Regions from separate parts of the Triticum aestivum genome. Here region 2 is linked to region 1. A link is a contact called in public Hi-C data. All regions are on one chromosome and are shown on one strand. Each heading gives the region's core, a stretch centred on a gene start, on an enhancer-like site or on the middle of the called end of the contact. The rest is flanking DNA. Distances are from core to core; before and after follow the strand shown.

Region 1 (4,166 bases), core at 523-3,022:
GGCGACGCGGTTGTTGGCTTCCGACCGTGTTGCCAGAGAGGCAACACTGGGGACAGGGTGATGAGGTTGCGGTTGTGTCGTCAATTCTTACTGCAAATTTGTAGCCTTTTGACTAGACATAAATACCAAACCCGGTATCCTCGTCAACATTGGCAGGTGGCCTCTTCCTTATACCCTTGTTCGTGGCGTCTCATTTTGACCCATGTGACAATATGCCGTGAGGTCACTGGTTACATAGGGTATATGGGTCTGACAGATATATATGATCATGAGAACAAGTATTTCTCGCACAAGCAGAGGTCAACACCATAGAGTTTTTTTGTAAACATGCTATTATTGAAGAGTCTTAGTAAATTCCTAGTATTTATCTTCTTCATTGCCATAAACAATAAACTAATACTATGATCCAGCCAATTCCTACTCTTGCTTACAACCCCTAAACAGACTTTATATATACATGTTTGCTATTGCTCGGCGCAAATGTCTCACTATTTTTGAAGGTCTTCACAATAATCATTGAATACAAACCTTCAGAATTTTCTCTCTGATTATTCAAATTTGTGAGTTTGTCGGCCTATGGATTTCTCTTTAAGATGTGCATCTTGACCCGGCTACTCCAGATGCCATCACATGGACGGCTTCGGCGATTGGTATCTACTCCGCGGCTTCAACCTATAGGGTGCAATTTGAAGGTGTGTCGATTCCTTTCGAGGCACACAAGATTTGGGAGGCCAAAGTTGAGCCAAAGTGCAAGTTGTTCGTTTGGCTCCACCTTCACCGGAAAGCGCTAACCGCGGATCATCTTGTTGTCCATGGTTGGCCTCACGAGGAGGTTTGGAGTCTGTGTAACACCGAATTTGAAACAAACGAGCATCTCTCTCGGGGATGCCTTTTGGTCCGAAGCGTTTGGGGTATCGTTGCTGGCTGGTCCTCGATCATGCCAAGCTCGGCCCCGGGTTTTTTTCCATGCCCGAGGACTGGTGGAAGAAGAACATTCGAGGCGGAAGCACTTTGGCAGGGTGTTCATTTATGTGTGTGTGGCATGTATGGAAAGAGAGGAATCAAAGGCTTTTCCAGAACGCCTCTTTACAGGTGTTAGATGTTGCTTACCTCGTTAGGGAGAACCTTGTCCAGTTGGGTTTAGCTATGGCAATGGCATGTAATTTCTAGAGCTTTTTAGTCTTGTAAATATCTTTTGTACACTTTCTGTTTTCCCATGTCTATATGAAACCTGGCAGAGCGCCTGCCTTTTATCGTCAAAATAAATATCAGCCCAAGGATGAATACACGTTACAAGAAAAAAAAAGAGAATCATGACACACACATAATCCTACATGAGCATGAGCACAAAAATTTCTCGCAGAAGCAGAGGTCGGCAACATCCCGTTTCCTTGCAAACCTTCCTAGTCTTATGTTGCATGGACCCAAATAAGCCGTGTCAAAAGGACGAACAATTGAAAAAATTGGTCCTCCCTTTTTGCCATAAACAGTAAGCTACAATGATCCACCAATTCCCACTCTCCTCACAACCCCTAAACAGACTTCACAAATATCATCATTCAGCCTAAAAACCACCGCAGCCTCAGAAAAATTGCAGCTACACTAGTACTGTGCATTTTACAGAAAAAGAAAGCATTAAGGATTATGACGCGCAGAATCCCATCCTTAGCTTACGAGGGATCACCATCACCATCACCAATAATGGCAGCAAAGAATGTGGGGAAGGGAAAAGGAGGGGTCAGGGAGGCCGCCGAGGAGAAACGCCCGGCTGCTTTCTTCGTGCGGAAAGGGCTCGACATTCTCAACCCCGCAGTCCCTCTCCGTCCACCTCCGCCCGCCACCCCACACTCCACAACGGACGAGCGAGCCAAGCCCGGCCCTCCCCTCCCCTACCTCACCTGGCTTGTCTCTGCTGCGGGCATTGACTCCTCCTCCACCTCCACCTCCACCTCCACCTCCAAAACTGACTCCTTTCCTAATCTTGCTGGACAGTTCTCTGTAGTCTGTATCCCCGCACATGCCACCGTCGACACCTGTCAGCCCCACCACCGGGTCGCCCTAGCCGGTGCGGCGGTGCCCCTCTGCTGCCGTGCCCCCCGGGGACTTCCCGTATCGCGGACGGGTCCTCCTCTGAATGCGGTTGGGGTAGGAGAGGTAGTATAGTATAGATAGAAGAGCCGTGCGCGCTCGGGAGGGGAGAGGAGAGGAGAGAGGCAGGAGTCCCGGGGCTGTACGGGGAGCAGCGTACCGCGTACGTACGCGCGCCCCACCGGCTGGCTACACGGCACGGGCCACCGCCGCGCGCGAGGGAGGAGGACAGGGTGTCAGCGCGGCCGGGCGGGCGGCCGGGCCCCTTTCCTTTCTTTCTGGTGCGGGCCTTGAATGCGTCGTCCTGGCTGCTGATATCCACCCGCCCGCCCTCCCGGACTCCTCGGCCGATCAGATTCGGTTCTGTTACTCGAGCTCGCCGCGGAAAGAGGGGAGGGGATAAGAGGGAGGAGGTTGGGACCTGAACCTGCCAGCAAGCCAGGCATTCTGATCCGGATTCGGCTCCCTCAACCTCCCGGCCGCCTCGAGGAAGGAAGGTTGGTTGGTTTCTTGCTCCTCCTCCCTCACGTCTCATCTCATCTCGGATTATTGTTTTCTCCTTCTTCCGCTTCTCTCCGGATGCTCGTTTGGAAAGCCGTCGGCTGTCTATCTTGGTGTGTCCGTAGACGTGAGCTCGGCTTTCGGTGCTTCTCGATCGAATTCATTCGTCTGACAAAGGCAAGTTCGCTGTTTGTTTGCGGATCCTTTTTCGCCGGTTACTAGTGCTCAAGTTTCTTCGAGCTCTCTGCTCCGGATTGCTTTACCATTGTGCTCATAGTACGCCTCGGGTTTTCGATGCCGTTACTGTGCAAATCTGTGCGAGGCCTGCGTCTGCTTTCGGATCATTGCCTTTTGGATTTCTCCGGTTTTTTTTGCCTAGATGAACTTCTTTTGCCTACCCTCCATTGTCGAGTCGAAAAGTTCAGGTGCTGTTTGCCGAGTCTGAACTTATCCTGAGATGTTCTCCGGTCGTGGTTTGGGAAGTCATAATACCGGCGGGGTGTTCGGATTTAATAATAATCTTGGTAAAAGGAATAGTAGATCTTGCTTTGCGCGTTTTCATTTTTTGTCGCGAGAATTGTTGCCCCATAATCTGACGTCTCGTTGCGTGAAAAGTCGATGTCTTCACTAGAAAATCAAATGGTCTGGATGATGCTTGTTCGGGTCATAATTTTTGCTCCTGCAGTTTCTCTAATGCTTCACTGCAATCCAACTGTCAAAAAACCGCGTTATTCCAACTGCTCGTGCCTGTATTCTGCTAATTCTTGAGAAGAAGTCAAATCATTATTGATTTACAAATGAGTATTCAACTATGAATGCCCGCCGATAATGATCAATATTGCTTTGTTTTTTATTCGCTGAACAGGACATTTTATATAAGCAATAATTGCCCGTATAATACTACCGGTTGCGTACCAAGTTCAGCTCACAATCTTTTCTTCCTCGTGTTGTATTTCAGGATACTTGAGAAGGCCAGGCTGCCGCGGGTTCTTCAGCAAGATTCAGGGATCTGTTTGATACTGAACAGACCCTTGACCTCTTTGTGCATCACCCATCTTTTTTACAACTTGCGGCAAGAATTTGGCAGCAAATGGGTCGAGGAATCGCTGCGATTCCTGGCCTAAGGTCTCCCGGCGGCGTTTCTTGTGACTTCTGTTCGAAATTTCACTTCAACATGTGGTTCATGCTAATCCAAGCTTCCAAAGTTGGAATCTGATCACTTGTGACAGCGTTTCCCCGTGTTCTTAGTTCCCGGCAATATGGACACGGAGACCTCCTGGGTTAGGAGGACTAAGTTTTCGCACACCGTCTACACAAGGGTTAGTTCCCATGGGGTGCATGTGGCTCCTCTTGGCAGGGATGTGGAGCAGAGACTTCAGAGGTTTGTGAGCATGAGTAAGTGTGTGACGATGCCCATTGATCGAGGCAATGATGAAACAGTGGCTGCGCTGAAGCATACTGCTAGTTTGCCATCACTTCGAGCCTCACTTCAGCCTAATGAGAAGAAGGCCAGCAAGCAGAAGATGAGTTTGGAGATTCCTTTGAGCCCTCCGGCAAAGTCTGAGAAATCCAAGGCC
Region 2 (4,166 bases), core at 665-3,164, 210 kb before region 1:
AGTTCAGATGGCTGGAGTAGCGATCATGCAGCTGTCGTGCATGTTATTTATCGTCCGCAAAGCAGTTTTGTTATTGCATTCGTATTTGAATGTAATTTCTAAAAAGATATTTTTGCTACACATAACTTATACTCCTATGTAAAAATGTCAAAAAATGTTTTATATTTTGATAAGGAGCAGGTATTTTGTTAGCTAAATTATAGTCAAAATGTGATTAAAAATAGGAAGAGCATGGACGAAGGTAGTATCGGAGGAGACTAGTAAACCAGGACAAAGGTACTATTAGCTTAGCTTGGTCTTATGGTCGTCTAGTTCAGTAGTTAGGGGCCGTTGACTATGTTTGCCTTATATTGCCACATTATTTTTGCCACACTTTCCATACTTGCCTAACTTGAATTGCTCAAATTGTTAGCCACACTTTGGCTTGCCTAAGGGAATTTTACCACAATTTTTGTGTCTATGACATGTAGGGTTCATTGCTCAATTAAAAATTCTTGTCTTAGGTGTGACTAGAACCAAACACCCACCTAACTTGATCAAACTTGCCTAAGGCCTTGTACGGTTAATCCTCCTCCCAAGGGGAATGAAGAGGATTGGAGGGGATTTGGCTTGTAGAGATTTTAATCCCCCTCAATCCCTGTCAATACCCTTCAAAATCCACCTCAACTGAACAAGGCCTAAAGTGAGGTGTGGCAAACAAAATGGTGATGAACCTGAGACCGCTGCACTCCACACTCGGGGATTGGACGGTGCATCGGGCGGTTGACGCGCTAGCTGAAATCAGCCAGTTGAATCAAACACTTCTAAAATACAACGGTGCTAGCCACCGGGCTGGCGTTGAGATTCTGTTCATGTAATAGGGCGGGTAGTAGTTGAGGCAAAATAAGTCCGGATCTCACTATTTTTTTCCTAGATGTTTTTTTTCCTTTTTTTCTTGTTGTTTTTTGTTTCTTTTTAACAAAATCCATTTGTTTCTTTGATTTTACTTTTTCTTCTTGTTCATTTCGTTTCTTTTTTAGTTTCATTTTTGTGATATTCTCTTTTTTTGTCTTCATTCTATATTTTTTGTGTATCTCAACCACATTATTCTAATGCATGTTTAACATTCTTTCAATACAAATTTAATATCTTCTAATACGTAATCAATATTTTTCAATACACATTTTTTAAAAATCAAATAGAAGATTAACTTTTTTGTATGCATGGTCAATATTTTTCTTATACACACTTAAAAAAATCAAATTCTCGATTAATATTTTTCTAATACATGATCAACAGTTTTTGTATGAACATTTAACATTTTTCAAATGCTTTATCAAATTTTTCAAATGCAAGATTAACATTGGTCAATATTTTTTGTATACATATTTAACATTTTTAAAATGGTTTATTAACATTTTTTAAATACTTGTTCAATATTTTTTAATTCTTGATTAATATTTTCATATACATGACCAAAAGATTTCATCATTTCATTAATACATGGTAAAAAAAATTCTATCCACATTCAAAAAATTTCAAACACTTGAATAACATTTTTGAAATACTTGTTTAACATATTTCATATGATCATCTTTTTTCACACCCATTGTATATTTTTGTATACATTTTTGGTATGCATGGTCAACATTTTTTCTATACACATTTAACATTTGTTAAATGCATGATTAATATTTTCAACATATTAATAAAATTAAATTTTTAATATGTATATTTAGAATATTTGGAAGTGTAAACAAAACTAAATAAAAAATAATTCAGCTAGTGAAAATAAAAGTTCAAACAAAAAAGAGAGGCAGTGGCCTCGCGTGAGATGGGCTGGCCCATTGATGTCGCTGCCTTCAGTTAGAGCAGACTCTGTCTCGCTTGAAGCGAGACATAGTCGGGCCCTATCAGTATCTGCCAATATTTAGAAATTTTGTGTGCCGCCCTCTGCGAGTGCTAGCATGCCTCGCCTGCAAGTCGCAGGTAGGACAGTTGCCCAACCACAGGTCATTTTACTTTTTTTTCTTTCTGTTTTTCATTCCGTTTTTGTTTTAGATTATTTTCCTTTTTTGGTTTTCCTTTTTTATTTATGTTTATATTTCTAAATATACTATGTAATTTTCTAAAAGAAATGTTAATGTTGCATTTAAAATGTCAAAAGTTTATCTAAAAATGTTTTTGTTGTATACAAAAAATGTGTGATGTGAATAAAAAAGTAGAAAATGTTAATCAGGTGTATAAAAAATATCCACCATGTGTACAGAAAAATATTCATACATTGCAAAAAAATGTTTGTGTAATTCATAAAAATGATTTCTACATAAAAAGAATGCATGTTACATTTGATTAAATGTTATCAATTTTTAAAAATGTGACAGGAAATTTTTTTAAAAAAGTTTTTATAATGTAAAAAGGAATTTGCATAATTCAGAAAAAAATATTTTTATCATTAAATAACTATTTGGCATATATTTAAAAATTGTTTAACATTTATTCAAAACATGTTCTTGTAAGAATATTAACATGCACTTGAAAAATATTAAACAATTCAAAATGTGTTCGATGTATATGGAAAATATATAATATGCATGAAAAACAATAGAACATCAAAATGTATATTAGAAAAATGTAGACATGTGTTCCAAAAAGAGGTGGGTAACAGTAGAAAACAGGAGAAAGTTGATGAAAACAAAAGGAAACATAGAAAACGAAAGGAAAAAACAAAAATGAAAATGAAAAATAAAATACAAAGAAAAACCGAATAAAACAGATAAAACCATAAAAGAAACAAAAATATCCCCAAAAAAACAGAAAAACAAAGTGGCAAAAAGGAACACGAGCGACCAGGCGAAGCAAATGTAGACTTTCTTTTTTTAGCGGTAAGCGAATGTAGACAGCGACATCATGCGAGCGAACAAACACACTAAGAGCATCTCCACTCGTTCACCCCCTAGTGCACCCGGCGAATGCGTTTTTGCGTTTGCCCCGGTGGTTTTTTCGCCCTGGGGGCGATCGAGTTCCTAGCCGCGCCCGTTTCGGCCCCAGACGCCCAGAAAAATCAAACTTGTCTTTCCTGCTGCCAAAAAAACGCCACAAGTTCAGCGATCACCATGCCACAAGTCGGCAATCATCCTGCCACAATTCGGCAATCAAACATGCCCGAAAGTTCGACAATCAAAAGGAAGGAAGCATAGACACGGAGCGTATCAAACGGCGGGCTCCTCTGGAGTGGGACTGGTCGGGGTCGGCGTGGCTTCTATGCTCGTCGGCGGCGTGCTCGGCGTCGGTGTGGCTTCGGTGCTCGGGCTGGTGGTCGGCGTCGGCACCGCTTCATCGATCGGGCTGGGCATCGACGTTGTTGTCGGCGTGGACGTTGGGGCGATGGTCGACGTCGGCCCGGGCATCTGGTTCAAGACGAGGTCGCGCTCTGCCAGGTACCATGCATTGACCTCCTCATCCATTGTCAACATGTCCTCTCCATCAAGAATGCCAGGTCGGTCTTCCTCTTCTTCGCGGCGATGTTGGTCCTGAGAAGGTCGAGCTTCACGCCCTGCTTCGTCATCAACGCCGACCACCGCGCGTCGGATTTCTCCTCCCTCTTTGCGATGTTGTTCTTGGCGTTGGCGATGCACCGCTCGATCGATGATTGCAGCTGCTCGGCAGCTGGTGCCGCGTCCCTCACCGTCTTCGCTCATTTGTTGCCATCAGGGTGGCCATCCGCCGCCCCTGGGGCGGGCGCATCCGGCTTGTACGTCACCTTGGCCTTGGCGAGGGTGAGCTGGACCTCCCTCCACTTCTCCCATGAATCGATCCGAGAGAACACGTGAAGGAACTTGAACTCTTGGTCGCTGTTGTCTAGGCGATACATGTTGAACATCCGAACCATCTGCGCAGCTGAAGAAAAAGTGTCGGCGACGTACACGGCGAAATAAGTGAGCTGGTGGATGGACATATCCGATCCTCGATCTCCTTGACGATCCCATTCCATTTGTTGCAGGTCGCCTGGATGATCGCCCAATGGTTCGACATGGCCTTGTCGGCGCACTGCATGTGGATGGTGGCGAAGTAGGGGTCGCCCAACTTGCGCTCGTCGAACGCCGACTTGATGCATCTCCAGTACGTGTCAACGTTCTGATTCTAGCCGGTGATGGGGTCGATGCTGACGGTCTTCCATGCTTCGG

The links. A called contact is a pair of places that touch in the nucleus more often than the background predicts.
Region 2: a contact with region 1 is called in a Hi-C map of an unstated tissue, with 7 times the contacts expected there. The contact joins the enhancer-like site here to the promoter of LOC123060595 in region 1. A contact is called at or near these places in 4 of 5 Hi-C or Micro-C datasets (leaf and an unstated tissue) and 1 of 1 datasets of contacts at active chromatin or transcription factors (leaf).

Annotation. Positions count from the first base shown.
Region 1 is chr3A:115,854,415-115,858,580 of IWGSC CS RefSeq v2.1, reverse strand. It overlaps LOC123060595 (probable serine/threonine-protein kinase PBL18), which reads left to right and starts at 1,772. Exons shown (of 4, transcript XM_044483370.1): 1 at 1,772-2,585; 2 at 3,548-4,166. The coding sequence starts at 3,849.
Region 2 is chr3A:116,066,764-116,070,929 of IWGSC CS RefSeq v2.1, reverse strand. No RefSeq gene overlaps it. Among protein-coding and RNA genes, the nearest start is that of LOC123060595, 210 kb to the right of the region's middle. Within about 2 kb of position 1,914, at least 1 of the 8 cell types and tissues checked has an H3K27ac peak or open chromatin away from gene starts, as enhancers often do.